Linked DNA regions of Ovis aries: regions 1 and 3 are each linked to region 2. A link is a contact called in public Hi-C data. All regions are on one chromosome and are shown on one strand. Each heading gives the region's core, a stretch centred on a gene start, on an enhancer-like site or on the middle of the called end of the contact. The rest is flanking DNA. Distances are from core to core; before and after follow the strand shown. Region 1 overlaps ATXN1 (ataxin 1). Region 2 overlaps ATXN1 (ataxin 1). Region 3 overlaps ATXN1 (ataxin 1).

Region 1 (3,168 bases), core at 265-2,764, 140 kb after region 2:
AGTACACAGTGAATAAATGAATGAATCATTTCTTCATATAGACCATGCCTATGAACGAGGTAAGTCGTAACTTGCTATAGCTATATCATTGATATGGCTTCCCTGGTGGCCCAGCAGTAAAGAATCCGCCTGCCAATGCAGGAGATGCAGGTTCGATCCCTGGGTTGGGAAGATCCCCCGGAGAAGGAAATGGCAACCCACTTCAGTATTCTTGCCTGGGAAATCCCATGGACTGAGGAGCCTGGTGGGCTACAGTCTATGGGGGTCACAAGGATTCAGGCACAACTTAGCAGGTAAACAACAAAAACATCCTATTGATAAAATAGCTAGAACCTAAAATAACTGTAATCTAGGTTTTATTAAAAAAAAAAACAAAAAACCTAATGACTATAAAAGTACAACATGAAAGATACTGTTTCCCTGCTCACGTTTAGCTATCAGTTGTGAGGACTGTAATGAGGCCATTATTTATGCAACATGTTTAGCTGATACTTATAAGCTTCCTTTAAATGTGATCCTAGGACATGTCAGCTGCTTAAAACTCAAGGTGACTCTGTACTACTTTGTCAGTAATACAATACAAACATTCCTATAACCCTTAATGCACTGTACTATGTACTACAAAAACCTAGATCTCTTCTCAATAAGCTTCACGTACTGACTGAGAGACAGGACTGTTTGCTGCCTGATTTTTTCATAATAAAATTCTTGAGACATTCTCGTTTTAACACATGACTCTTTAAACACTGCAGGTTAAAAAAAAATTGCATATGTATTAACTGCATGTGCAATTAAGCTACTTCCCCAAAAATGTCAGTGTGAGAACTTTCTGCCTAAAATGGATAATACCCCTAAGAGAGAAACTAGCAATAAGACATTGCACCCCTTTCAATGGAGTTGATACTTATAGACCTCATGAGGCTTCCCTCTGCACATAATTATTCTATTTCCTTTTAAAAGACACCTCCCTAACCCACAGCCCATAAAATATAAAGTACCCAGTTCCATATTTTACAAAAGGACAGAACGTGTGTGATAACTTCCCCCCTCCCCTGCCTTGCACCCCAGTAGGACTTTACTGATCCCCCTTCCTGAGTCACCGTACTTCAATCATTCAGGTGTGTGTGTGTGTGCGTTTTCACTCAGACCACAAATAACTTCACTTACGCCTGCAACTCAGCAGTTCATCCTACAGTAGAAAAACAACACACAGGGATCCTGTGTCAGGAATCGAGGCAGACTAACATAAAATCCAGAAAAATAAATAAAAGGCCCTTTGGCTTTCAGGGCTGCAAATGTCCACAGTGTTGGTCCAAAGACCAAGGTACAGGGATATTTACTTACTCCTCGTCACTTATGGTTAAGGAGCAACCATCACCAAACAAGAACGTTACAATCACCCTGTCAAGACAAGTCACATGCTCACAGTGATAGCTTATGTTCATGGATCATAAACTATACACCAGGTTACTATTCTGCCCAGTGTACAAATATTACATCATTCCAACCTCACAGCAGCCCTAGTTCTCATATGATCTCCATCTTACACATGAAGAGACTGTGGCCCAGGAAGGTTACAGGACTGCCCCGGGTCATAGCGGCAGTTCTACATCTTAAATTCAGACAGGCTGGTTCCAGAGCCTCGCGTCCTTATTTTAAATACCATGGAATTTATATAGAACTTAAAAAACTGGACCTTAGAAGCAGGGTGTCAGGGGTGAGGAGCAAGCTCTTTATTTAAAGAAATCTAGTGAATCAGTTTCAAAATGAACATTCTGATAAAGCAAGGATTAGCCTCTTAAATATGAGCTGAAAATCCAAATTTCTGTATGTAAGGTTGGATAAAAGTGGTTGGTGCATCTTATCAGGGAAAGAAACAGAACATGACTTGGGAAGAGCTGCCCAGAGACCACCAGATCCAGCCCACGCCACAGCAGTGGAACGTCAGTGTGACTCCAAGAGACCATTCCGGTTCCTTTGGATTCAGTGGGTCTAGGGTGGAGTCCCGGTTCTATTTTTTTCTTTTTTTTCTAACCTCTCCTGGAGATTCTGGTGTCCCGCCAGGCTCGAGAACCTCTGAACTAGTCTATTTCCACAGCTTGGAGCAGGACTACTCCCAAGGCAAACAGAAAAAGGGGATCGATTTCACAATCTCCTCTGGTTGCGAATACCAGTGTTCCCAAGCCCTTATTGCCCCAATTTCAAACTAACTTCCCCTGCTCTCCTGATTCTAGGCAGGCAGTCTTCCTTTCAACAGAGAACCATGAGTCATCAACCCTGCATCCACCCTGTGTCTGCATGACTCTCCAGGTCAGAAAAATTTACTGTACATGAAGAAAGCAGGAAGTTGTCAAATCCCAAACAGACACCGAGAAATTCAAGATCCAACCAACATGGGTTGCTACCGAACCAACAAGCTATCTCCCTGCACTGCGGTCACACAACAACCACAACCTAAAACATGGAGACAGTGACTTAAGGTAACCGTTTGGTAACAAAACTTGCCCATCAGCTCCAAGCACAGGTGACAATTAAAATGATCAGGCTCAACCCCAGCACACAATAATGAACCATCGGCAAGGCAGAGGCAGACTACATCATTAACCAAATAAATCAAAAAGGAGGATACCTTAATCCAAGTTTAAAAAAAAAAAAAACCTCTGCGATTTCTCAATTTCCCACACAGTAGTTTGCAAAGGCAATTATCTTCAACAGTCTGTAAAGTGCTGAAGTACGACTAGTAGGCGATTTTCCAAGGCCAGACTTTATCCTCAGATAGAAACCAGAGAGCATGGCAAAACTCTTACCTGATGGGTGTCGGACTCCGGACTCCCCCGAAGCAGCCGTGGAGGAGGAGACTGCTGTCCAAAGACGACAGACAAATCTGCAGCTTGAATGGAACAGCTCGGTGATTTGCAGCCAGATCCTCCTGCAGTGGTCCAGGGGGTGCAGAAGAGGAAATCCAAAATGAGAAACAGCATGAATGGCTTTAAAAAATAATAATAATTCCACCTGGAGACACCATGCAGGGAAATCTAAACTTCAAGAACGTCAAATTTTGCATCGTTTTATGAGAATTACACAGGCACCAGCCAGCTCGAAAGGCAGGTCTGGTTTGATTCAACAGGGCTCGGAGGGAGGCCAACACACAAAAAGGTCATCCCTTCA
Region 2 (2,996 bases), core at 99-2,598:
AACTCTCAATACAATTTGGAATGCATGTTATCTAGGCCAGGTGAGGTAAGATGAAGGAAAACAACAAAGCCAGCCTTGTTCTGGAAATTATTACAGGTAGTCACCAAAAAAAAAAAAAAAAAATCAAGGGGGGAAAAATGGCAAAAGCTCCATCAAAATGCTAAAATAAAAATGAAATTCTTAATATTGACATCTTCACTCTAATGAGACACCTAGAGTGAATTACTCAGTGCCAGAATTGATACTATACTGAGAGTGAGGGAAAAAAAAAACGAGACTGCAGGATATGGGATAAGAAGTGGAACCCAGAGTCTCCTCAGGGATTTTCGAGTTTATTCTTCCAGGAACACTGCTAACACCCATCTTTTTTCCGTTCTGACCTTCTAACAGGATGCAATCCCTGAGCCAGCCAGACACTTAAAATCTATTTGTTTCAGTAACTCAGAGGAGAAATGTAACTAGAAGATTTTTTGCAAGTGGAATCTATTTGGCAAGAGGAATCTGTTTCTATGAGAAAATTCTCATGCATTTCAAGAGCGAGGGTTCTCAAATCGTAAATCTTGAAGTTTTCAAAATTCATGCCAAGGGAATGAATATTACCCCCACGCTAAACTATCCTTGGTGAGCTAAGCATAAGCAACAAAGCATGTGCCCCAATATCTATTTTTCTGATCTCAGAGGAAGGTGAAACAGAGCTGTCCAGACCCAAATTGCCTGTCACAGGATCCTTCCCTAAGGTGCCTCCCCTTAGGCCCCGGGGGTTTCTGCTCAAGCTTTTCCACCCCTACCCTGAAGACATTAACACCAGTGAGGCATCATATTGTTTCAAAATGAATATTCATCATTGTTTTGCCTCCTAAAAAGTTTCCTTTAAACCTTTTCATTTTTAAATAGAGGAGTCAAAAGCTGTACTTGCCTTTAAATTCCAGCGTCAGCTAGCAGCCAACCTTCTGATCTGGGAGACAAGATAAGGTAACTCCCCTATTTTTAAAAGCTTATTTTGTTTCATGTGCAGGCCTGCCGTAAAAATCGCTGAAATCGCAGGCCGGGTTTTATACTCCACTATGACTGTGGGCAAAAACCCTGTAACTGAGTCTCAGTTACTTGTGTATGAAGTAGGAATTCTTATCACAGAATATAATAATAATTATGATCATAAAGTGGTTGGCACATTGTTATCTCAAAGGCTAAACCACGCCTAGAAAGGACACAGTGGTTCCCAAGTGTAGCTAAATGCGGCCCAGGGCTGATCCAGCCACATTTGCTAAGGGCCAGAATTGCTGAGGACCTAGGAGCCTGATTCTTACCGGTTTCTCCAAGCTGGTGGCCTTGGGCCATGGAGCCAGGCGCCCCCTAAAGGCAGGCTTGGGATTAGTCCTTCTCTGTTACTCTTTTTCTCTGGCCCTTCGCCTGCCTGACAGCATCTCAGCCCTTCCTCAATCCACTCCTCTCCTCCCCACTCCCTGGTCCAAGAAACCCAGAGATACCATGCCGTTCCTCACTGCGCCCCGCCTCCCAGTCTCCACCCTCCCTCCTGGAGCAGTGTAGACACAAATTCAACATGCACTGGGTGGGAAACCCAAAAGCCCGTGTGACTAGCTTTACTGCAATATTTGCTTACAGACCCAATCTGCAGAATCTCTGAGGCCGGCCTGTAATGGATTTTTCATGGGGAAACCTCCAACAGCCCCTGCATTTGAGTTTACACAGCCTTGAGCCCCTGGCAGCCAAGGGCCTCATTTAAAACAAATTTCCCACAAGGAGAGGCACGTTGTAAGAAGGGCAGAGAGGACCCAGGAGAAAGAGAAAGGGCCCCACCCCACCGTAAATGGGGGAGGAAAGTGAAAGTGAAGTCGCTCAGTCTTGTCTGACTCTTTACGACCTGTGGACTGGAGCCCATCAGGCTCCTCCCTCCGTGGAATTCTCCAGGCAAGAATACTGGAGTGGGTTGCCATTTCCTTCATCCAGGGGATCTTCCTGGCCCAGGGATCGAACCCGGGTCTAGATTCAGGCTTCTTGAGGCGGCCTGAGCTTGACTTTTTTTTCTTTTTTGACCATGCCACATGGGGCAGTCTTAGTTCCCCAACCAGGGATCAACCCCATGTCCCTCTGCATTGGAAACACACAGTCTTAACCACTGGACCACCAGGGAAATCCCTGAGCTGAATCATACAAATCAAATATCACCATTCTGCAAGGTTTGGAGAGGCAGGAGAGGACAAAACCACAACAGAACAGGGAGGCTTCAACCAGAAGCGGGAGGCGTGGATGCTGAGTAGGGCTAACAAGCAGAGACGAAGCTGCAGAGAGGGAAAGAAACAAGCAGACTGAGGCAGGAGGCGGGGGAAGGGGAGGGCACCCCGAGGTGAGATTCATGGAAGGCAATGCAGGGGACGCTTGCAGGCAGTACCCTGGGAGCTCTCAGGTGGCATCAGGGATGCAGGCTGGGACTCGAACAGTTCTGTCGGCTCTGCCAGGATTATGCAGCTGAGCATCTGGAGGCACTTCCCTGGAAGCATCAGGACCTGGTGGGAAGGGCCACAGAAGCCAGACGCACAAACCAGGCAGCTCCCTGTCCGGTCCTGTCCCAGAAGAAGACCCTGTGGACAGGAGATCAGTCAAGGGTCTTTGATCAGGTCTGAACACAGCAAGCGGACCATGGGGAACAGCTGCAGGCACTTCCCTCAACAGAGAAAGAAGAGTTGGATCACAAAAATGCTTCACTCTTGGGTTTTTGGAAGAGGTGGATTCGGGGAAGCCCAGCTGTTCCAGGTGGGACTCAGGTCGGGCACACGTGATCCTACATCCACACACGTGTATGTATCATACAACGTACTGCGTCGGGAGAGAGAAAACCACACTAATTATAGACATTAGGAAGCAAATCAAGGAGTGAAAAATTATCCAAATTACTTTAATGGTGTAAGAGTAGTACAGATTAGAGTCATTTACAGAAAAACCGCTTCCACTAATGCCCCAAGACCATGCGGTACAAT
Region 3 (2,976 bases), core at 216-2,715, 250 kb before region 2:
GCTAGACCAATCAGGCCTGTGTGTTTCAACCTGGCCATACAAGTAGGGAGCCAGTTTTCATGGACACCTATCTCAGTCTTTTGGGAACCACCGAACTCTGTTACCAGAACTGTGTAGGCAGACAGATGTCCACCTGGCAAGAGGCAGATCATCAGTGGAACCAACAGGAACTAGGCTAACAGGAGGCAGATGTGAGGGCTGCCTACAGGCTGTCAGCAGTCTTGTGCTGTGATCCTGGAAAGTTGCTGAATCAGGTTCTGGGAATTCCAGGTCCTGGGTTTTAGCATTTCTCCTACCCAGACCTGTTTTCTATAGTCTGATGTTAAAACAGACAAAATAAGGCAGCAGTTTTCAGCATTACCCTCCCAACCTCCGGCTTTATTAAGCCCCAGGTATAGCCTTCTCTTAGGAAGTTCATGGCATGTAATTTACACCTAATATATACAAATCTACTGAGATGCCAGTGCTGTTTTCAAAACGACAGAATAAAACTAAACTACCAAAATTGAAAACAGTTGACGCTTTTGACTGCTTAAAAAGTGTTGATACCGATCTTTTATCTCTAGGTTTCAAGTTACTCTAAGAAAGAGAACATAAACTGGCATTCCCATTGGGACTAGCAAAGGAAAGTGATTTAGGAGATGGACTCAACGTGAACTGCTCCATGCGCCCCCTGCTGGCCCCACAGTAGCACTGCTCCAATAAAACCCCACAGGATTTCATTAGGGATGTTCATGTAAGAGTAGTGTGTCAGAATCCAGAATGAGAGTATTTGCATATAGCAGCCCAGCCAGTAAGGGAATAGGTTAATTAGCCCAAGGCAGCTCTAGGGAAGGAAAAAATAGCAGCATAAAAGTCCTTTCAAAGCCAAGCAAAATGTCAAACACGTTTGCAAAGAGGTCCATTAGCAATGCAAATGTGAAATTGCTGCACAATGGAACACACCATACACAAAACTAGAAAACTCCTCTGAAGGTACTTTTTAAAACAGAACTCAGCTTCAGTGAATCTGAAAAAAACAATGCTGACTTGGTTCTTAGCAGTGCCTTGGTTTATATACACTGTTTTTTTGTTTGTTTTGAGAGACACTGGGAGGCTTTGTTGGCCTTAAAGATCTCATTATAGATTCCATGGCTGGTTTTTCTGCTAATGGACCACTAAAACATATCGGCCTTAACACACAAATTCAAATGCACTCTTCTGAAAAGTGGTCCATTGATAAACATCTTTTCCAGATAATAACTGACACTAAGTCAAGGATACAAAGATTAACTGGAGCAACCCTGGGGCCAGACTGATATAAATTTCGGCTCACCCTCCTACATTTAGAAGGACCATGTTTCCTATTTACCAGTGCAGCTACAGACGTGGGTCACTGTAATTCTGGGGCACGTGTCCCTGTTCTGCGCTTCATTGGCTCTCTGTGCTGTCCGTATCTCTCAGCAGGGGAAGTCATTGTGAGAGTAGGGACTGTGTCTAGCTATATTTTCAGTGAGCCACGAGAGGGCACCACAGGACGCCACTGTGTCCCTGGTACATTGGATGATGGTTCACGGGATGAAAAAAAAAAAAAAAAAAACAGAGATAAAACTATGAAGGTAGAAAGTACAGGAGGGAAAAGGGAGAGAGAGAGAGAGAGAGAGACTAGGAAAGAAGAGAAGAAAGGAGAGTGGATGTCTGCTTTTAGGGCTTCTTTCTAGCTGCAGACAAATGGGCTTCATGTCCCTAATTGCCTTTTCAGTGCTGAAACACACCAATGGTTCGTTCACCTGAGTCCCCCAGACAAGGCGTGTGCCTCCGGATGCACCTGCCGCAACAGAAACATGGGGCTGAGCACGATTATATAACTGCAAAGTTACCAAAGAGCCACACAGGCAGATCATGTTTAAACATTATTATTAGGAAAGGGGAAGTGAACAGGGGTCAATAGATGGATCAAGACAAATTTATATAGGGTTTACTACGTATGATTTGCCTGTTAATCACTGTTCTGAATAGAGTCATCTTAAGCATCTTCACATCTACATTTATATATATCTCTCTCTCTCCATCAGTATCTTAAAATTTAGCTCAGTGGCATATGGCCTTGCTATTCCAAGTGTGGTCCTCAGACCAGCTCCCCCAGCAGCTTTAGAAATGCAGAGACTCAGGTCCTATCCAAAGCTCCTGATTCAGAGTCTCTGCATTTTAACAAAGTCCCCAGATGATTCACATGCACAGCAAGGGGTAAGAAACTCAGCCTGTACACCTAAGCTCCTAAGTAGACATCTCAGCCTCTTTCTAATGGAGTAAGTGCTGGGGAACCAAACTAGGTTCTGTGAGCAGACAGAACTGATGGCGCCTTGGAGACAAGCAGCTAATGTTTAGGGTTATTCCCCTAGTGGCTCAAACAGTAAAGAATCCGCCTGCAACGCAGGAGACCTGGGTTCGATCCCTGGGTCGGAAAGATCCCCTGGAGAAGGGAATCGCAACCCACTCCAGTATTCTTGCCTGGGAAATCCCATGGACAGAGGAGCTTGGTGGTCTATAGTCCACGGGGTTGCTAAAGAGTCGGAAACGACTAGCACATACAGGAATATTTAGGGATAACTCAGCTGTTTCCTTTGAGGTCACCTAAACTTGATACAGTTCTAAGTAACAGATGCTCCTTTTCTTCTGGTTCTTTCTGTCTTCGAAAACTCTAAACACTTTAAAAAGACTATTATTGTAAATTATACCTATGATTCAGTCATCTCTGGGAGGAAAAGCAACCTTTAATAAAGGAAGACACTTCTGTCTTTGCTATCATTCAAAAATCCCTGTAACCCCCCCTACCCATTACCATGGATTCAGCTTGTTTCAGAAGTGACAGGAAAATGAGATGATCCCTACTGATTCCAAGTCCCATAAATATGAACTAACTGCTCTGAATAGAAAACACGCCTAGAATCTGATACATACGATCCTTAACATGCATCCCAAGGTCAGGGAAATACA

Evidence for each region. Hi-C and Micro-C count contacts between places; a contact is called where the count stands out from the background.
Region 1: a contact with region 2 is called in a Hi-C map of liver, with 3 times the contacts expected there. The contact joins two enhancer-like sites. A contact is called at or near these places in 4 of 16 Hi-C or Micro-C datasets (liver, mixed tissues, muscle and 1 more).
Region 3: a Hi-C map of liver shows a contact between it and region 2, with 4 times the contacts expected there. The contact joins two enhancer-like sites. A contact is called at or near these places in 3 of 16 Hi-C or Micro-C datasets (hypothalamus, liver and tail adipose tissue).

The regions. Positions count from the first base shown.
Region 1 is chr20:39,607,122-39,610,289 of ARS-UI_Ramb_v3.0, reverse strand. It overlaps ATXN1 (ataxin 1), which reads right to left. Exons shown (of 11, transcript XM_060403504.1): 3 at 2,808-2,929. Among named protein-coding and RNA genes, the nearest start is that of ATXN1, 17 kb to the right of the region's middle. Within about 2 kb of position 1,514, at least 20 of the 54 cell types and tissues checked have an H3K27ac peak or open chromatin away from gene starts, as enhancers often do. A contact at or near this core is called in liver, where this site is marked.
Region 2 is chr20:39,748,458-39,751,453 of ARS-UI_Ramb_v3.0, reverse strand. The region is part of intron 5 of ATXN1 (ataxin 1); the gene reads right to left. Among named protein-coding and RNA genes, the nearest start is that of ATXN1, 160 kb to the right of the region's middle. Within about 2 kb of position 1,348, at least 18 of the 54 cell types and tissues checked have an H3K27ac peak or open chromatin away from gene starts, as enhancers often do. A contact at or near this core is called in liver, where this site is marked.
Region 3 is chr20:39,995,605-39,998,580 of ARS-UI_Ramb_v3.0, reverse strand. The region is part of intron 8 of ATXN1 (ataxin 1); the gene reads right to left. Among named protein-coding and RNA genes, the nearest start is that of GMPR, 87 kb to the left of the region's middle. Within about 2 kb of position 1,465, at least 11 of the 54 cell types and tissues checked have an H3K27ac peak or open chromatin away from gene starts, as enhancers often do. A contact at or near this core is called in liver, where this site is marked.